2 separate regions of the Sus scrofa genome follow, and region 1 is linked to region 2. The links are chromatin contacts, called in public Hi-C maps. All regions are on one chromosome and are shown on one strand. Each heading gives the region's core, a stretch centred on a gene start, on an enhancer-like site or on the middle of the called end of the contact. The rest is flanking DNA. Distances are from core to core; before and after follow the strand shown.

Region 1 (4,629 bases), core at 316-2,815, 110 kb before region 2:
CATGAGGGGGCTTTAAGAGTGGCCGGCAGAGCAAGGAGGGGCAGGACCAGGCACCCAGCCCAGGGCAGGAAGAGATGGACGATGACTCCACTCCACGGTTGGGAGCCTGAAGGCTTGGAAGGGTGGCAGTGCTATTAATAGAAACGGGGAAGTCAGGAGGAGGAGCAGGGCTAACAGGAGTGCATTCTTGGACACGTTGAAGCCGATTTGCCAACAGTAGGACCTTTAGGCTGAGATCCAGCCACAGTTCAATTAGGAAAAATCAGCACATCCCAAAATACCTCCAAATGCCAACAGCCCTGTTATCCAAAATCAAATTCCCGGAGTTCCCGTCGTGGCGCAGTGGTTAACGAATCGACTAGGAACCATGAGGTTGCGGGTTCGGTCCTGCCTTGCTCAGTGGGTACGATCCGGCGTTGCGTGAGCTGTGGTGTAGGTTGCAGACGCGGCTCGATCCTGCGTTGCTGTGGCTTGGCGTGGGCTGGTGGCTACAGCTCCGATTGAACCCTAGCCTGGAACTCCATATGCCGGGAGGGCCAAAAATAGCAACAACAACAAAAGACAAAAAGACAAAAAAAAAAAAAAAAAAAAAAAAAAAAAAAAAAAAACAAAATCAAATTCCTAAATCTTGCACAGCTCACATTTCCCAGCCATTGCCCTGGGCTGAGGTTCAGTGTTGGGTCTGCAGTCGCCCAAGTTTAAGTCCCACACTGGCCACTGGGGGTCACCACTGGTGCACCCAACACAGCGCAGCTGCCCAGGGCGTGCCCACCATAGGGTGGACTTGGGGGGCACACAGAGAGTTTCAGGGAGCCAGCCCCCCCAGCCCCCACAGGGAGGATGGAGGCTTCTTCCTTCTGTTTAGGGGTGGGAGGAGAGAGGCTTATGAGACGCTGAGCTGCTGCTTCTCCCCGTCCCCCAGGCATCAGCCACGCCACGTCTCGGGAATTTCTCATTAACCTCCAATCAGATACCGTTGACCTTGGAACCAGGAAGGAGAGGCAGCGCAGCCCCCTTCCCCGAGTGCACACCGGGCTCTGGGGGCCTGGCCTGGGGGATGCCGTGTTCAAGGCTCTGGGGCGGCGGAGCCAGGGAGCAGGATCCCAGCTGTTCCAAACCTCCTGTCTCCCCTGACATTTGCGTCAGCAGCTCTGCCCTTTGACTTTTAATTCCCGGGAGTGGAGGGCGGAGGTAACCTTGGTGATCAGGCCTGATTATTTGCAGTTCGATTGAACCAGCAGTTTATTGGGGTTTGGCCTGGCTGCTTGCCCTCTTCCCAGCCTCCCGCCCCCGGCTTTATGGCCTTGGTCTCCTTGGGAAGCTGGGAAGAAAAGAGGGCAGGAGTGCTTCCGCCTGGGAGGCTCCTCCTGTCTCCTGAGCCTCCTGATCGAGGGGGCAGCCCGTGGGAGGCGACGCTTATAAAAGCACCTAGAGACCCCCAGACGGAGGCGGTGTCCCCAAGCTCACACCCAGACCAGGCCTGGCACCCCCTTGGGCCACCTCCAGCTTTGCTCAGGACTTGTTGGGACATGTCCCCGGGCCACAGCCAGGCCAGCAAGCGGTGCCTCCCGGCTGCCCAGGCTTAGGGGGTGCAGAGCTCAGAACAGGTGGGGGAAGGGTAGGCACCTGGAAGAGGGCGCGGCTCCCCAGGCCCTGAGTCCCCCATTGGTGTCCCGTGTCTCTCTATATTTGGCCTTGGCATTACCAACGTGCCCTCTTGAGGGGCAGGCAGCCAGCCTGACCCATGACGTCTCCTCCTAGGGCCTAGGCTATTTTAGAACCAGCCTTGTGGGGGCTGGGGAAGGCAGGAGGTTAGGTTTAAGGGAACATTTGCGCCTGGCTCTGGGTCACAGAAGAGGCTGAGGGCGTGTGGCATGGAGCGCTGGCCCTGAGGCCTTTCTCAGAATTCCCTGTACTCAAATGTTCCCTCTGCTCAGGTTTCCTGGGGATGCCTGGGGTCTGGGACTGTGGGGCTGAGTCTGGGCAGGAACCCCACCCAACCCCTTCTCTCCGTGGGTTTTTCCAGCTGTTCCGATATCCCCCCTCAATTAAAAAACAACTTCTGCGCCAGGTCCCCCCAGGAACTAGCATCTTTGGATTTCTCAGCTCACTAACGTTTCCAAAGAAACAATATAGGGCCTGACATGGTCACCGTTTCTTCATTTTGCCGAGTTAAGGACATTAGGAGGAAATGTCAAAGGAAAAGTCCTTTTATTTTATCTTATTTTATTTTATTTTCTCTTTTTAGGGCTGCACCCATGGCGTATGGAGGTTCCCAGGCTAGGGGTCGAATCAGAGCTACAGCTGCCAGCCTACACCACAGCCACAGCAACTGGGGATTCGAGCCTACACCACAGCTCACGGCAACGCCGGATCCTTAACCCACTGAGCAAGGCCAGGGATCAAACCCACAACCTCCTGGTTCCTAGTCAGATTCGTTTCCGCTAAGCCAACGGGAACTCAGAAAAGTCCTTTTAAACACACGGACAAGCACACACGGACAAGAATTCACAGCTCAGGTAAGAGCACATTCCTTCAGACTGAGTCCAGCTTCATGAAAACCTCACAATGTCCTTATGTTTCTCATTTTGCCACAAGCAGATGAGAACCTGGCAACAGCTGGCACTGGGTGCCCGGTCAATGGGTTATATTCCAGGAGTTGCTGCTTCCTTCTGCTCCTCTGCTGGCCCAGTGCCAAGGGCAGGAGGGACCCCTCCTGGCACCTGTCTCCAGCTCTCTGCGGCAGTTACTTTTGCGTCTTTATATCTTCCCACCACCCAGACCCCAATATTTGCAGGAGGGGAGTGTGGGGAGCAGCCTTCACACAGCCCCCGGATGAAGACAGCGGATCATCTGGTCTTGCTTTGGGAAATGATGCAGGCCTGCCTCTGGAGGAGCCGGAGGAGTGTCACGCTCCTCTGGGAGGAGCTGCTGCTGTGGAAGGAGCGGGTCAGGACAGGGGTCAGGAAGGCCAGGTGGCTGCCCCTTGGAGGCCATGAGATCTGAGACTAGTCCCAGAACCTCCCTCCTGTGCTTCAGTTTCTGGTTCCATAAAATGGGTATATTAACTCCTCATCACAGGCAGGCGAGAGGATTAAATGAGAGAACATTTGTGAAAGTACTTTGTGAACGAGAACGCTTAGACAGGGCTCATTATTATTACTGTAAAGAGAAACTAGTAAATGGCTGAACAAACAGCACCCCAAAAGCTGATCTCAGCTTCTGGATGCAAAGATGGTGCTCACATCCACCCCCAGGTCTGTGATCTTGGGGCCCCTCCAACCCCACAAAGGAACATCACAAGCCTGATCGCTGGTAGTCAGGGCGGTGTGGCCTGGACCAAGGCATTCTGCTCTGAATAGGGCCCAGCCTCTGGCTTGTGCTCAGAGAAAGGCTTCTGATTACTTCCGGTGGCCCCACTGCATAGGGAGGTCCCTGGCCCTCACATTGTAGTGGAGTATGTGGAGGGGCTCCCCAAGATGGAGGCCATCATGGGGGGATGAGGAGCATGGAGTCTGAGGATTCAGAGATGCCTACACATCAATGCTTTCACTGGAGCTGCCCCTCTGCCCCTCTATGTTGCCATGGGCTAGGGTGGAAATGCACCAACCCATGTTTCCAGGCTGTTCCACCACTCACTCCAGCTGTCTGGCTCCAGACACATCTGTTCCTTTGACTCTCTGAACCTCAGTTTCCTCATCCGCACAACCAGGATAAGAGTCCTTAGCTCCCGGGGTTGCTGTGAGCATATGGGGTGGCTCTTGAAAGCCCCTGGAGGGTTCTCGGTGCTGCACAGTGCCCCTCCCCACCTTCCTGGTAGGCCCGGGCTTAACCATGGCCCCCACAAAAGCAACCAAAGGTCCCCGAGAACTGTGAGCCTGGGGCTGGGCTGCTGCCTCTCCCACCCAGAGCGGATTCCCCAGGCCTTGCCACAACCAGGGGCCAACCGGGCCGGGTTCCTGGCTCCCCACCCCTCCCCCAGCAGCCAGTTGTCATGAAGTCATGGCCACGCTCCCCAGCCTGCACCCCCACCCCTGCCTCTGTGCTGACATCTCATTTGGCAAAGAGGTCGGAAAAGCCGCTGACTCTTCCAGACCCTGAGTTCATTGACTGGTCAGGGCCCATCGGCCACAGGCTGACCATGTGGGCAGAGGGGGTGTGCAGAGTGAGGGAGAGGCCCTTCCAGGCCTTCATCCCAGTCCCGGAGATGCTCCTTCAACCCACACCACCCTCCGTGTGCATACCTGGACCTGCACGCGTCTCACACACCCACTCTGCATGTGCACACACACTGCCCCCCCCCACTTAAGTAGACCTTCACACACACCGAGACACAACTCCCTCCTGCACACAGGTTCTATGCAGCCACCGGCCCACAAGGCACACTCCGACGCACGTGGCTGCAAGCATGTCCCGCACACTCACACAGGTAGCATGTATCCATGGCACTTCCGCACACAGGGAAGCGCCACTCGGCCACGGCCACTCGGCCACTTCTGACTCTGCCACTGTGCTCTGGGCTTCTTCAGCAAGTGGAAGAATTGCAAGCTGAGCCTGACTTGGCTTGGAGGATCTCTGAGTCCCTAAAATAGGACCCCAGGCGGCCAGACCCCTTCATTCTTTTTTTTT
Region 2 (4,811 bases), core at 2,083-4,582:
CTACCACGAGGTGAGATGCGAAGGCAGAGCCTAAGAGACCCGATGGTCATGTCCACAGAGCTGGGAGGTGGTGGGAAAGGGCTTCGAGCTCCAGGTGGATGGGATTCTGGAAAGAGGGTTTTACGTCTACATCGTATTGTTACCACGTGAGGTCTAGGCTGAAACAAATGAGCCTGCTTTTTGGTCTTTCCCACGGGGGACACCCTAGCCAAAGTGTCACCCACACGCCAAGCAGAAAAGTCGGACCACTGGGACCACTGTTCGAGGCCGTCCACCTACACATCAGGAGCGGCAGCTCGGAGGGCCCAGGTTCATCCAGAGTCTGGAGGAACGCCAGGCCTCGTCACTGTGGCCAGCCCAACGTGTGGGACATGGCATGGGGCAATCGACAGGGGAGAAGTTCCCCTTGTGTGGCACAGGTCAGCGAGGCCGTCAGCAAGAACTCGCCCGGCTCTAATTCCCTCTGATTCTCTGTGGAGCCGCGTAAGGCATTAGTTTAATTCCTGCAAATTAGTAACATGCTCTGGGGCCGACACAAACAAGGATTTCACGTGGTGTTTTTGCTGGGGCGCGGGCAGTGCCCCTAATCCCGAGCCCTGGTTGTGGCTCCGGGAGCTGCTCCCACCAGGGCTGGCCTCGTGCGGCTCCGACTTTCCCGGACATTCCACATCAGCTAAGGCTGCGTGGAGCCCGCCTGCTTGACTTGTTTACTGTTCTCCCCTCTCGGCTCAGAATGGAGACTTTGTTTTGCAGCCCTTGCTTGGCATAGGTTTCTGGGCCACATGGGGACCCTCTGGGCCAGGGATGGACCCATCTCAGAGCTGGGGTCTGAGGGAGAGAGGCCCGGGGTGGGTAGGGGCAACAGGATCCTCCAATTCCTTAAGGACTCTGGCGGGGGAGCACCCTCAGGACTCAGAAGTCCACGAAAGGCTGGGTCCTTGGGCACCCGGAAGGGTATTTCTGGGCACAGGAAATCCGGAGGGAATCTTTTGCAGTTTTTGCCGAAGGGCTCAGAACATACCCATAGGCTGTCTAAACCCCAGCCCACGGAGGCGCTTTCTCCCCAAGACACGCAAAATCAGCCAGAGTCTCGCTGTCCCAAGCCGCACCTGATTTATGAGACCTGCCCGTGCCAGGGAAACAGGCTCCCCAGCCAGTGTAGCCAGGTAACAGCATGACCTCAGCCAGATGGGAAGGCTCTGCCACCCTCCCCAGTCCTTATCGCCCTTCCCTGCGGTGCCCCATTGCTCCCTGCCAGTGAGAAGCCTGAGGACTGTCCCCTGGGCACTCAGTGTGAGGGAGAGGCCACTCTCTCCAGGGGAAGCCCTCATCCCGTAGGACGCATGCGTTTGGCAGAGGGAACACTGGGGTCTCTCACGTTCCCTGGTGATGCCCAGTACAGCCAGAGCCCCCAGAGCTGCCAGACTGACAGGAAGTACTTCTGCCCAGGCAGGTGCCAGGTAACCCAGGGGAAGTGGCGGGAACAGCCCCTGGGCTCAGGAGCTGGGAGAGCTTGGCTTCAGAACCAGTGCTGCCCTGAGCACTGTAAGAACTCTGATGAGAGCAGAAGGGAGGACAGAGGACTCTGGCAGGTGGAAATTTAGGCCACTTCCCTCCCAGGGACACCCAGAGAGTCTATTTGGATCCACTCATGCCCACCATTCCCATCAGCCTGGTCTGATCTCAGGGTCAGGGTCTGAACCCCCGGGGAGGTGGCCTGGCATCGGATGACGCCCAAGCTTTGTGGCCAGACAGATACGGGGTCCAGGCACCCCACCCCACCTCCCCCCCTCTCCCCCAGCCATGGAGCCTTGTGCTGCTCACTGCAGCCTCCTGAGTTCCACTCTTACCTGTCGACGGGCAGATGGGTCGTAGCAGTCTGTCTGATGTGCCTGGCACAGAGCTAGCTCAGAGCAGCTCTCAGCAGACCTGAGACCAGGAATCCGAGGATTCTCAGTCACTGAAAAACTCAGACACCACTCCCACCTCATCTTCCGGGCCCCTTCGAAGTTTGACGGGCATCACACCCTATTTATCTCCATGGCCTGGGACCCCGGTTGCTGCACAGACCCGAGTCAACCCCAGCACCCAGCGTTCACTCTCACTCACAAACAAGCCCACTCGGCCCATCTCAGGCTTCCAGATTCGCACTCACCTGGTCTGTCTCACACTCCCGCTTGCAGGTGCTCTGGGCGTCCACCCAGAGGTTGGGGTTCATGTCGTTGGGGCAGATGCCAGCATGAGAATACCGGATGGGTGGCAGTGCCAGGCCTCTCGGGGGTACCCCAAGCAGCAGCAGCAGCAGTGCTGCCACCTGCCCCCAGCAGTGCTGCCACCTGCCCCCAGCGGGGGACTGGCGGCGCCCCGGGGCCCACATGGTGCGGTCTGAGGCAGCCAGAGACCTCCCCTGAGACGAGGCCAGGGCGGGGGGGGCCCCCAGGGCCTTCTGCTCCTCGGGGGCTGCAGACACCTGCCCTGCCCACCCCAGCAGGCCTCCTCGCTGCTGCTGGGGCTGCGGCTGCCTCCACCCAGCCAGCGGAGCCCTCCAGGCTGTGCGGCCTCAGATAAAGGGAGCTCCCTCTCCGGGGGGTGCAGGAAGAGGAGCCGCACAGGGGCCCGAGCCTGGATTTATGTCCTGGGCGCGCCACCCGAGTGGGAGCGAGCTAACCTGACGCCTGTCACAGGCAGGCTGCTGGCTTCTCTGTCCTGTGGCTAATCACAGACTTGTTGCAGAAGAGGAAAAAAAAAGCTGGAAGCAGTTTAGGCGGCGTATCTGGCACGGTGGGACACCTGCTTGTTTTTGACTCCAGGAGGCCTTTAACCCCTTCGGGGGCCAGAAATGGCATGTGCTTTGGGGGGGAGCTGGCTCCGGGACACGCAAGCTCACTGTACGCAGAGGCTTGCTTCCCTTCCCCCCACCTCTCGCGGGCCCCCTCCTCCCCTTGGCCACCTCCGAAGAACACACACTCGCTTGTTACAAGGAGGGACCTGCCGCCGCAGGGTTAGCATCGCCGGCCTGATAGTACATCTGAGAGCAACTGACGTGGAAAAACAACAAGTTCACGGCCATTCCAGGGCGGGCCTGAGCAGCCTGTGCTGTGTAAGCCGACTCCCGCCCCGGCACCAGGTCCCTGGGTGGGGGGCGCGCGGACAGCTCCCTATCTCTCTGTCCCGGCCCGTTTGCGGCTCAAGTTCCAACTTCGATGAATTTTCCCCAAATCATTCCAGAGACACATACCAGATATGCTCCGGCTCCCCCGGCTCCGGGACGTATCACATTCCCGCTCCTCGACTGACACACTTGCAGCTCCAAGAGAATCTACGTGGTCACAGTGGCTCCGGACGGCACTGGGCAGCCGAGCCGCCTCGCTAGTGACCACGAAGGCTGCGCTCAGGGAGTGCCGGTCAGCTCTCAGGGCCCCCACTCTACGGAGAAGAAAGTCACCTCTTGGGAGCAGCGGGAGGACTATGCATTGCTGATATTTCCTGGGGTTGTAACATGTGCCAGGCTGTGTGCATCGTCTCAGTTCATCCTCACGACAAATGCTACCTTCATTTTAGATTTGAGGAAAAGACACACAGAGAGGCTAAGCCACTTGCCCCATGTCACACAGCTACACAACCCTACGATTAATGCAGGCACCCCAGCTAGCGGGGCCTTTGCAAAGCACCCCTCCCCAGCCAGCTATCAAAACTGCCATCAAGGCGCAGCCCCAGCTCTGGCCTTTACAGGCCGGATACAAAATTTGGGCAACATCAAGGGCTATATTTGTCAAGGAGCCAGGTGAAGAGCCAGAAGCTGCCGGGGGGGTGGGGGCGATTTCTCTCCCATGTGGCAGGAAATGGCTCATATCCAAAGTGCCAAGAAAAGTGAGTGGGATGTGGCTTTGTGTTGGTCACTCCATCCCCAGGGGTTGAGGGGTGGTGGGGAGACAGCTCCCTGGAAGAGAGAGGTACCTTTTCAAGGCCAGACGGCAAAGGGCTGGGGGAGCTGCTGTCGTCCAGGAACATAAAATCATTTCACAGACAGGGACACTGAGTGCTGAGCCCAGGCCCACTCTCCGCTTGGGGCTAGACTTCAGCCTCCGGTTGGCCTGTGAAAGGGCAGCGCCCCTCTCTCCAGCCTGCAGCCTTGGCCTCTTCCTCGCAGGCGGTGTGTTGCCTCCTTCCCGCCTGAGCCAATTCCTTCCTGTCGTGTGGGTCCTTCTGCAAGATCTGTCTTTTCTGCTTCTGTCAAAGAGCTAATGAAGGGTGTCAGATCCTAATCCCCTAAATTATTGGAATAAACTTCCCTCCGAGGCCGATCCCAGTAATGAAGCCAGACAGCGGGCGACGCCGGCTGCTTTGAATTCCCTGTAATTTCATAAACCCATGTTCCAGCTGCTCAGAGCCGGGCCTCTGCACAGTGCTAGATGAACGCGGGGTGTGCAGCCTCCTTTGATAGCATAAAGGGAAATGGACAGTGACACATTTCTGAGCAGCACTTAGAAAAATTGTCACAGCCCCATGGCTGGAGGACAAGTATCCGGGGAGAGGAGGTTGATTTCTGGGGAGTCGCTTGGGACCCCTGAGGGGGGAGCGGGGAGGGGCACAGAGCAGGGGGAGGGGTGGTGGGAAAAGCAGAGATGCTCGTCCATCCCGCCCCCTGCTCCTCCGCCCGCTCTGTCCTGTGGAGAGGGAGCCGTGGGCCTCTCCCTGGCCGGGCCCCACTCCTGGCCATTCTGCTGAGAACTCTCAAAACAGCACTGGGGAAGAAGGGGCCCTACAACGCTCTCCCTCTCAGCCCTTCCAAGTCTCCCACCAAAACACAG

What was found. Hi-C and Micro-C count contacts between places; a contact is called where the count stands out from the background.
Region 1: a Hi-C map of omental adipose tissue shows a contact between it and region 2, with 1.8 times the contacts expected there. The contact joins the enhancer-like site here to the promoter of WFIKKN2 in region 2. A contact is called at or near these places in 1 of 5 promoter capture datasets (liver), 13 of 47 Hi-C or Micro-C datasets (brain, embryonic fibroblasts, epiblast stem cells and 7 more) and 2 of 2 datasets of contacts at active chromatin or transcription factors (alveolar macrophages and skeletal muscle).

What each region holds. Positions count from the first base shown.
Region 1 is chr12:27,202,992-27,207,620 of Sscrofa11.1, reverse strand. No RefSeq gene overlaps it. Among named protein-coding and RNA genes, the nearest start is that of TOB1, 85 kb to the right of the region's middle. Within about 2 kb of position 1,565, at least 51 of the 83 cell types and tissues checked have an H3K27ac peak or open chromatin away from gene starts, as enhancers often do. A contact at or near this core is called in alveolar macrophages, embryonic fibroblasts, epiblast stem cells and 6 more, where this site is marked.
Region 2 is chr12:27,091,762-27,096,572 of Sscrofa11.1, reverse strand. It overlaps WFIKKN2 (WAP, Kazal, immunoglobulin, Kunitz and NTR domain-containing protein 2), which reads right to left and starts at 3,332. Exons shown (of 2, transcript XM_013981059.2): 1 at 3,239-3,332.